Linked DNA regions of Gasterosteus aculeatus: region 2 is linked to region 1. A link is a contact called in public Hi-C data. All regions are on one chromosome and are shown on one strand. The core of a region is the stretch at or near the end of the contact, and the rest is flanking DNA. Distances in the headings are between cores, read along the strand shown.

Region 1 (3,504 bases), core at 272-2,771:
TGCGTGAAGCCCAGCTTGATCCTCCGCTGCTTGAACTGCTTGGCGAACTGCTCCAGGTCGTCCGAGGTCGGCGTGTCGTCGTCCGAGTGCGGGTCGTGGCTGTTGATGCCGCCGTGGTGCTGGTGGTGCTGATGCTGCTGGTGGTGGTGGTGGTGGTGGTGGCTGCCGTGGTCCAGATCCGGGGTGTCCCCCCTCACCAAGCCCGGGTGCACCAGGCTCTGGCTCCCCGGACTCAGCATCCCGTTCACGGTGAACCCGCCCGGCTGGGAGTAGATCAGCGACTGCTGCTGCTGCTGCTGCTGCTGCTGCTGTCCCCCGGATATGGAGTTGATGTGAGCGGCAGTCGCGCTCCCCCAACCGCCGGCGTGTGTCTGGTGCGGGGCTAAGTGGGGCGGCCTGTGGTGCAGAGCGGTGCCCGTGTGTAGATCGTCTCTGCCGGAGTTTTTCACGTCCTGCTGCTGAGGGCTGCCCGTCATGCCGACAGGACTCGACGACCACGGCGATCCGGCTTCGGCCGCGGCCACGGCGGCTGCTGCCGCGGCCGCCGCGGCGTGCGGGAGGGATGTCACCCACTGGTGGGCATGGCTCAGCATGTGCCCCCCGTTGCTCGCTGCCATCGCGCCTTGCATAAAGTCACTCTGTACCATCTTGACCGAGGGGTCCCCCCTGTACACCCCGGAGCCCGAGGTAACCGCAGCGCTGCCCGGCTGCATTCCACCACCTCCGGAGTCAGAGTGCACGATGGAGCCGGACGATAAGATGCTATTGCTGGGCAGATAAGGATTGGAAGCCGCGGTGGCCATTCCGTCAGCCCTTATGAATATGTTTGTGGATAACCCCCCCCCTCCACCCTCCCTTTTTACAGTCACTTCTTTCGAGCAGGCGAATTGTATCTCATGAATTATTCAAACTTTAAAAGTATGAGTAGGTTTTGGGCACTACCATCGACGCGCGTAAAAACGCGGAAAAAGCTTCAAAAGCGGTGGCAGAAAACGGAATAAAATCCTCGCCGGTGTTTACTGCATTCTAGGCGAGCGCGGGTGTCGGCGCATAAAAATCCAGTTTTCCCGAAGCCCTTTGAAACCATGTGCAGTCCGCTCAGAAAGTTTCGCACCGGGGTGGTGAACTGCGAGCATTAAAATTCAAATATACAGGAAGAAAAAAAAAAAAGCCTCGTCCCATACAAACTTTAGGTGCTCGCCAAAAACAAACAAAAAAGCCTTGCAAATTGTCCACAGCGTACAAAGTCCCGGTTTATGTCCCCTCTGGATGTGAAAAACATTAGCAGAGTGTCCTTAGTTCTTTTGTAATTCAGTCGCCGAGATTTCTCCCCCGCTTTATTCTTTCCCCTCTCTTCTTTTATACCACTGTGGAGCCTCTCTCTTTGTTCTGTTTTGATGTATATAAACCTGCCAAACCGCAAACTCCCGATGAAGTACAATCCGGTGGAACAGCGGACGGCGCTGCTCGCGAGCCTCTCCTCTCATTCGCTTGTTCTCTCTCCGCACTTCTCTCTCTCTCTCTCTCTCTCTCCCTGACAGGCCGCGTAGTCCCGCCCCCCCTGCCCCCGCCCCCTTTCCTCCGCCCTCCGCGGCGAGCCCGGCGACGCGCGGATGTTTTACCCCCGTGCGTCCCCGTTGATTGGTTACCCGGGCTGTGATTGACAGGTCTCGCCAGCCTCGCCCGGGGCGCAGGAGCCCTCCTTCCGGCGGTTCCAATTGGCTGGTTTCTAATTGCAGTCCAAACAAAACAGGGAACACAACTTGGTGGTAAATAGTACTGAGGTATTAGTACACAAACAGACACTATATAAAACGGTGACCTCTGGTTGTGACCTCTGTGATCGTCATGATTCAAACCACCATCACATTAAGCACATTAATATACTTACACTTGTTGGAAAGCATTAGGTTGAATATAATATAACGAATTAATACAATTCTATTTTTTTATGTTATTCTACACAAACACATCTAGGACTAATAAAAAGCACCAGTTCAAAACATACACAAGTGCATTGTATGCTATTAATAACACGTAATGAGCTGGCTGTGTGTTAGAATAAGGCGTCTATTGGTTCTAACCGGATGGTAAACGCTTCATCCTGTGATATGCACGATGCGCGTGAGTGGGTTCGAATTGGTAGATTGGCAGTTAAAAAAAAGGATTTGGCATAATTCACAAGCTCCGGTTAAATGTTTATGAGCATATGAAAGCAAAGACATTCCGTGGAGGGTCGTGGTTGTTAACGCGGAGGGAAACCGTGACGCTGCACACAGAAACACGGAGCGGCAAAAGTGAAAACCAACGCAGGGAGGAAGTGCGCTGCAGACATGAGCCTGTGCAACGTGGGCTCCTCAAGGAACAAAGGTTACGGGGAGGCTTCCATGCGGAAACCTCAGTGAAGCACAGTGAAAGAGAAAGTGGCAACAACAACACGCGCAAATTGAGCAGCCCTGGGGGGGGGGGGGGGGGGGGGGGTTGCGCGTGCAGGGTGGCGGTGCTGCAAACGTTTGCTGAGCAGCAGCAGAAGAAGAAGAAGAAGAAGCTCACGAAGAAGAAAGGAAAGAAGGAGGAGAAGGGGGGGAAACAGTCTAGAGATCACCCACACCATCCCTCCAGATGACAACATCGCCCCGGTAATGAATGAGGCCTTTGTTGGGTGCGTGGGACCCCTGCGCCTGTTTGGACGCACCCATGGGTGGTAATAAGGGCCAGCCATGAGGCTCGCGCGGCACCCATTCGTTTCGCGGGGTGTCAGCCGCCTGTTGAGCGCACCTGGACAGAACGGGGCCTGTGGCAGGTGATCCTCTGACAGGATTAACTGCGTTTTGTACAAAGGTTAGAGCTGCATGTCGCGCGTAACCCCAAACACCGGCGCGTAAGCTCTCGAATCAAAGATGACGCAAAGATTTTTATTGCAGGAGGGATTTAAGGGCAAATACACGGCAGAGGAGTACTGTGTACTCCATGCCAGTACACCCCGCCCCCCCCTCCCTCTCCTCATCCCAGTAGATTTGATTTGGACCGGGCTCAAAACCGAGGGAGCCTCGTGGATTTGTTTACATTGAATAGGCAGGCTCGGGGCCAGGACCATGGGGCCCTCTGTTCATTAATATACATTGAGGATTTCTGTCTAAATTACTGCCGTTCAACCCGCGCCGCGCGCGTTAACGTGCGTCTCGGGCGGCCAACAGAAACGCGAGTATGCAGAGAAAAGGCTCCTCGCACTAGAAAACCCCCTTAAAATGAAAATAATACACGCTAAACATGAGAGGAGAGTGAAACGGCATTTCAGAAATGCTCACCGAAACCACCGCGCTGTGATACAAAACCCCTCTCTGATATATGATGTGTTTATTATTTATTTGCTTATTATAAAAGGTCCCCAAGTTCCCTGCTGGGGGAGTTCATTTATTTTGTATGCAAAATAAAAAAAAAAAAAGAAAGAAAGGGGGGAGAGGAAAAAAAAAATCATCCCCAAGTATAACAAGAGACGAACAG
Region 2 (3,487 bases), core at 822-3,321, 150 kb after region 1:
AGCAGCGCAGAAATCAGAGGCGTCCTCTTTATCTGACGAGGGGACGTCACCGTTACACGGGAGGTCAAAGGGGAACGTCGACGACTGAAAACCCTGAAACCGGCTCCATCCAGACCCTCGTTGGAGGGGGTGCAGGGGTCCGGGCTGCATGCCGATCAGTCGAGTCCAAATATTCAGACCGACTCCTTTGATTCTTTTGGTCCCAGTGCATCACCACCGACGGTGTTCTGGTCCTGAAATAACCACTTTCGGGGCGTCTGGTTGCATAACTCCACCTGTGGTAAGCCCCCCCCGCCCCGCCCCCCCGCGCTCCATTGAAAGCCAGGTCTGGGCCTGCAGCCAGCCCCCCCGCCGCCGCCCCCCCCCGGCTCCAAGAAGACCCTCAGAAGCGACACTTGGCAGCAGAGTGGCGCCGATGAGGTTTGCATGCAGAGGAAGGGCTTATCCTCTTAATAATTAAACCTGGAACCTAAAATCACAGGAACACAGGAGGGATCATTGCTGCACACGGCACTGCAGCCCCCCCCCCCATCAGAGAGGGATTATCCCTTTCACTTAGTGCGCACGCCGTTAACTTCTCCTGCCAGGTTCAACTCCCAGAATGCACCTGGGAGATTGGCTTCTTCCTTTCTTTACCCCCCCCGACTCGTTTTCTCTCTCTGCTGGTGAGAACACAAACGGTGATTCTTTCCCTTCATCCGCCTCTTTGATGATGTTTTACGAATTCACTTGTCAGGCTGCACAGCCCCGCCCCCCCGCGCCCCGCCCCCCACAGCTGTATGCGCCTAAAAACAAGATGGGTAACCCAGATGCTGTACTCTGACCCTTCATCCTGGCCCACCTTCATCACACACCAGGTGGCATCACCATTCAACCCCAAGGCATTGTGGGAAATGACGCCCGCCCGCCCGACGCAGAGCTCTCGCTGCAGCTTCGGCGTGCGGTAAATGATGATACCGTGCGTTCACACCAGCAGCTTTCCATCCCCGCCTCTCGCTCTCTCACCTCCGGCTAATTCTCACACCCCGCTGATGAAGTCGGGCGGCGCGGCGTAAGCCGGCGAGGACGGCGCGGGTATCGCAGCGCTCGTGCTCGCTCAGCAAGTCAGAAAGCAGACCGCAAGCCCCCCCGCCCCCCCTCCAATACCTCACCTACCTCACCAATCAGGCCTGAAGGCCCGAACCCGTGGCCCCCGCGAAAGCGACCTGGAAACGCAGCACCTCCACCTGCTGCATTCTCACCATGCCCTCGGTTGTGACTCCTCCCTCTGTGCCCCCCCCCCCCCCCTGTGTAAACCTCTGTACACCGTCACCAGTCGCCGGCCTTATCCCGTCTCCTCGGCTGCTGCTGCTGAGCTGTTTGTTTAGGAATCTGGGCCCGAAAAAAAATTGTATTCCATCGACCGCGCTCGCTATCAACACACAATTACGTGGGTTAATCATGTGGAACCGTGGCGAAGTCACCTGGGGCGCAGCAGCTAATGACATTCGCGTCTGGCCCGGCTTTAGCGGAATGGCGCCGGCACCTGCAGCCGGGGACGCCGAGATTGCCAAAGAAAATTTGGTCTCATTTCGCCCGCTCCATCCGTGCAGACTCCCCCACCCCCACCTTTTCCAACCACGCCTCCCTCCCTCCCTCCCCCCCACCGACCGTCTCGCTTCCACTTCCCCTCCCGTTTCTTCTTCTCTTAAATCTTTCAGGTTTCCTCTCAGTCGCCGGCGTCCAATCACAGAGGCCGATCTCCACACTGTATAATCAGTTCCCAGCTACCTGCGTGACACCTGAGCAGGAGACGGGGGGGGGGGGAGTGTGTGTGTGTGTGTGTTGGGGGGGGGGGGGGGGGTGATATAGACGAAGGAGACGACATCTCTGTGGTTGCGGACACTTGTGTTCTCGCTGTATAATTGAGACGGAGATTGAGTGCAGTCGGCGGGGTGTTGATGCTCTTTCTCCATCACACACACACACACACACACACTCAATCATGCGCACACACACACACTCAATCATGCACACACACACACACACACACACACTCAATCATGCACACACCAGAGTCATTTCCACCAACTTAGAGGAAATAGAGGAACTCAGTGCTCATAATTATACATCAATACAAACATATGTTTCCCAATCACAGATGCCACCCATGTGTGAAATGGGTGTCACACCGTTGGAGGTCTCATTATTTGCGAGGTGTGTGTGTGTGTGTGTGTGTGTGTGTGTGTGTGTGTGTGTGTGTGTGTGTCAACGCCTCGGCGACCACCCACTCCGGTCACAGCACCGCGTGCTACGGGATGATCCGAGGCTCTCTGCATGCGGGTTTCCCCCCCCCCCCATTTTCCCCAGAGTCCTCCGTTCCAAACCCTCCGGCCCCTCGCGGTCCGCACAAGACAACCCGGCGTGGACACATTCCCGCGCGCGGGAGACGCTCCGGAGGACGGGACGCTCGCGCTAATTGAAAAGCGTCGGGCAGAATAATCACGTTTAAGGCTCTTGCGCGCGCAGGCAGCTCGTCTCGTTGCTTTGGCGTGCGTGACGCGGTTTAACAGTATCACAGGATCCATAAAGCGCCCCCGAAGGGCTCACATAATCTCCCCCCCCCCCCCCCCCTGTTTAATAGGAGATAATACAAGTGCGCACCCCGATGAATCAATATGCGACAGCGGCTTTAGTTTGATAATTAATACCAGTGTCGGAAATAGATTTGTGATTTGGCAGGGCGGGTCTGATACGGTCTCCCCTCTGTCTCCAAAGTCTCGGCATCCACGTCCCATTGAACTAATCTCATTGGCTTTTCCTTTTTTCCAATGGCGCTAATTCTCCCACTAAAGCCTGTTATCTCATTAAAGGCCCCGCGATGGGATTCGACGGCATCCTGACGTCTGTATTCAAGGCCCTCGAAATGAGTCCTGACACTAAATTAATGAAAAAAGAAAAACAGCCCGAACAGTGGAGATTAGACGCCCGTGTCGCAGAGGGGGAGGATGGGGGGAGGATGGGGGGTGAGGAGGAGAATCATCTCCTTCGTTTCGGTACACTTTTGGAAGGGCGGATTAGCACCGCCGACTGCTGCAGTCTGTGGGTCCTCCACCTCCTCCTCGCCTCTCCACCCGAGCCGTGAGTCGGGTGGAGATATGGAGCAGCGGTGCATTGTCGCACTCGGTGACGCGGTATCAAGCGCTCCTCAGGTGGAGGAAGTGCGAGGCGAGACAAAGGCGAGATGAAGCCTGAAGCCCGACAACCGGAGGTGGGTTCCCGATCTCTCCCCCGCCGTCTCCCACTCTCTCCCCCAGCGCTGGCCGCTTTCTTTGGGAAGACGGGCGAGGAAATGGCAGCGAGGAGCCTGGAGGCCCGGGTCAATAAACGCCGCCTATACCCTCCGCCGCGTGGAGGCCTGCGGTGAAGGTAGGAACAGAGACCCAAAGGGATGCATTACAACATGGGGGGTCTGAACGGGGAGAACCGGACGCATCGCCGTCGAAGG

Evidence for each region. A called contact is a pair of places that touch in the nucleus more often than the background predicts.
Region 2: a contact with region 1 is called in a Hi-C map of skeletal muscle, with 5 times the contacts expected there. The contact joins the enhancer-like site here to the promoter of pou3f3b in region 1. A contact is called at or near these places in 2 of 6 Hi-C or Micro-C datasets (skeletal muscle and whole body).

What each region holds. Positions count from the first base shown.
Region 1 is chr1:29,512,447-29,515,950 of fGasAcu3.hap1.1, forward strand. It overlaps pou3f3b (POU class 3 homeobox 3b), which reads right to left and starts at 1,522. Exons shown (of 3, transcript XM_078102375.1): 1 at 1-1,522. The coding sequence starts at 803. LOC144406627 (a long non-coding RNA gene) reads left to right here and starts at 1,779. Exons shown (of 3, transcript XR_013467636.1): 1 at 1,779-3,504.
Region 2 is chr1:29,666,625-29,670,111 of fGasAcu3.hap1.1, forward strand. No RefSeq gene overlaps it. Among protein-coding and RNA genes, the nearest start is that of LOC120825440, 9.3 kb to the right of the region's middle. Within about 2 kb of position 2,072, at least 1 of the 9 cell types and tissues checked has open chromatin away from gene starts, as enhancers often do.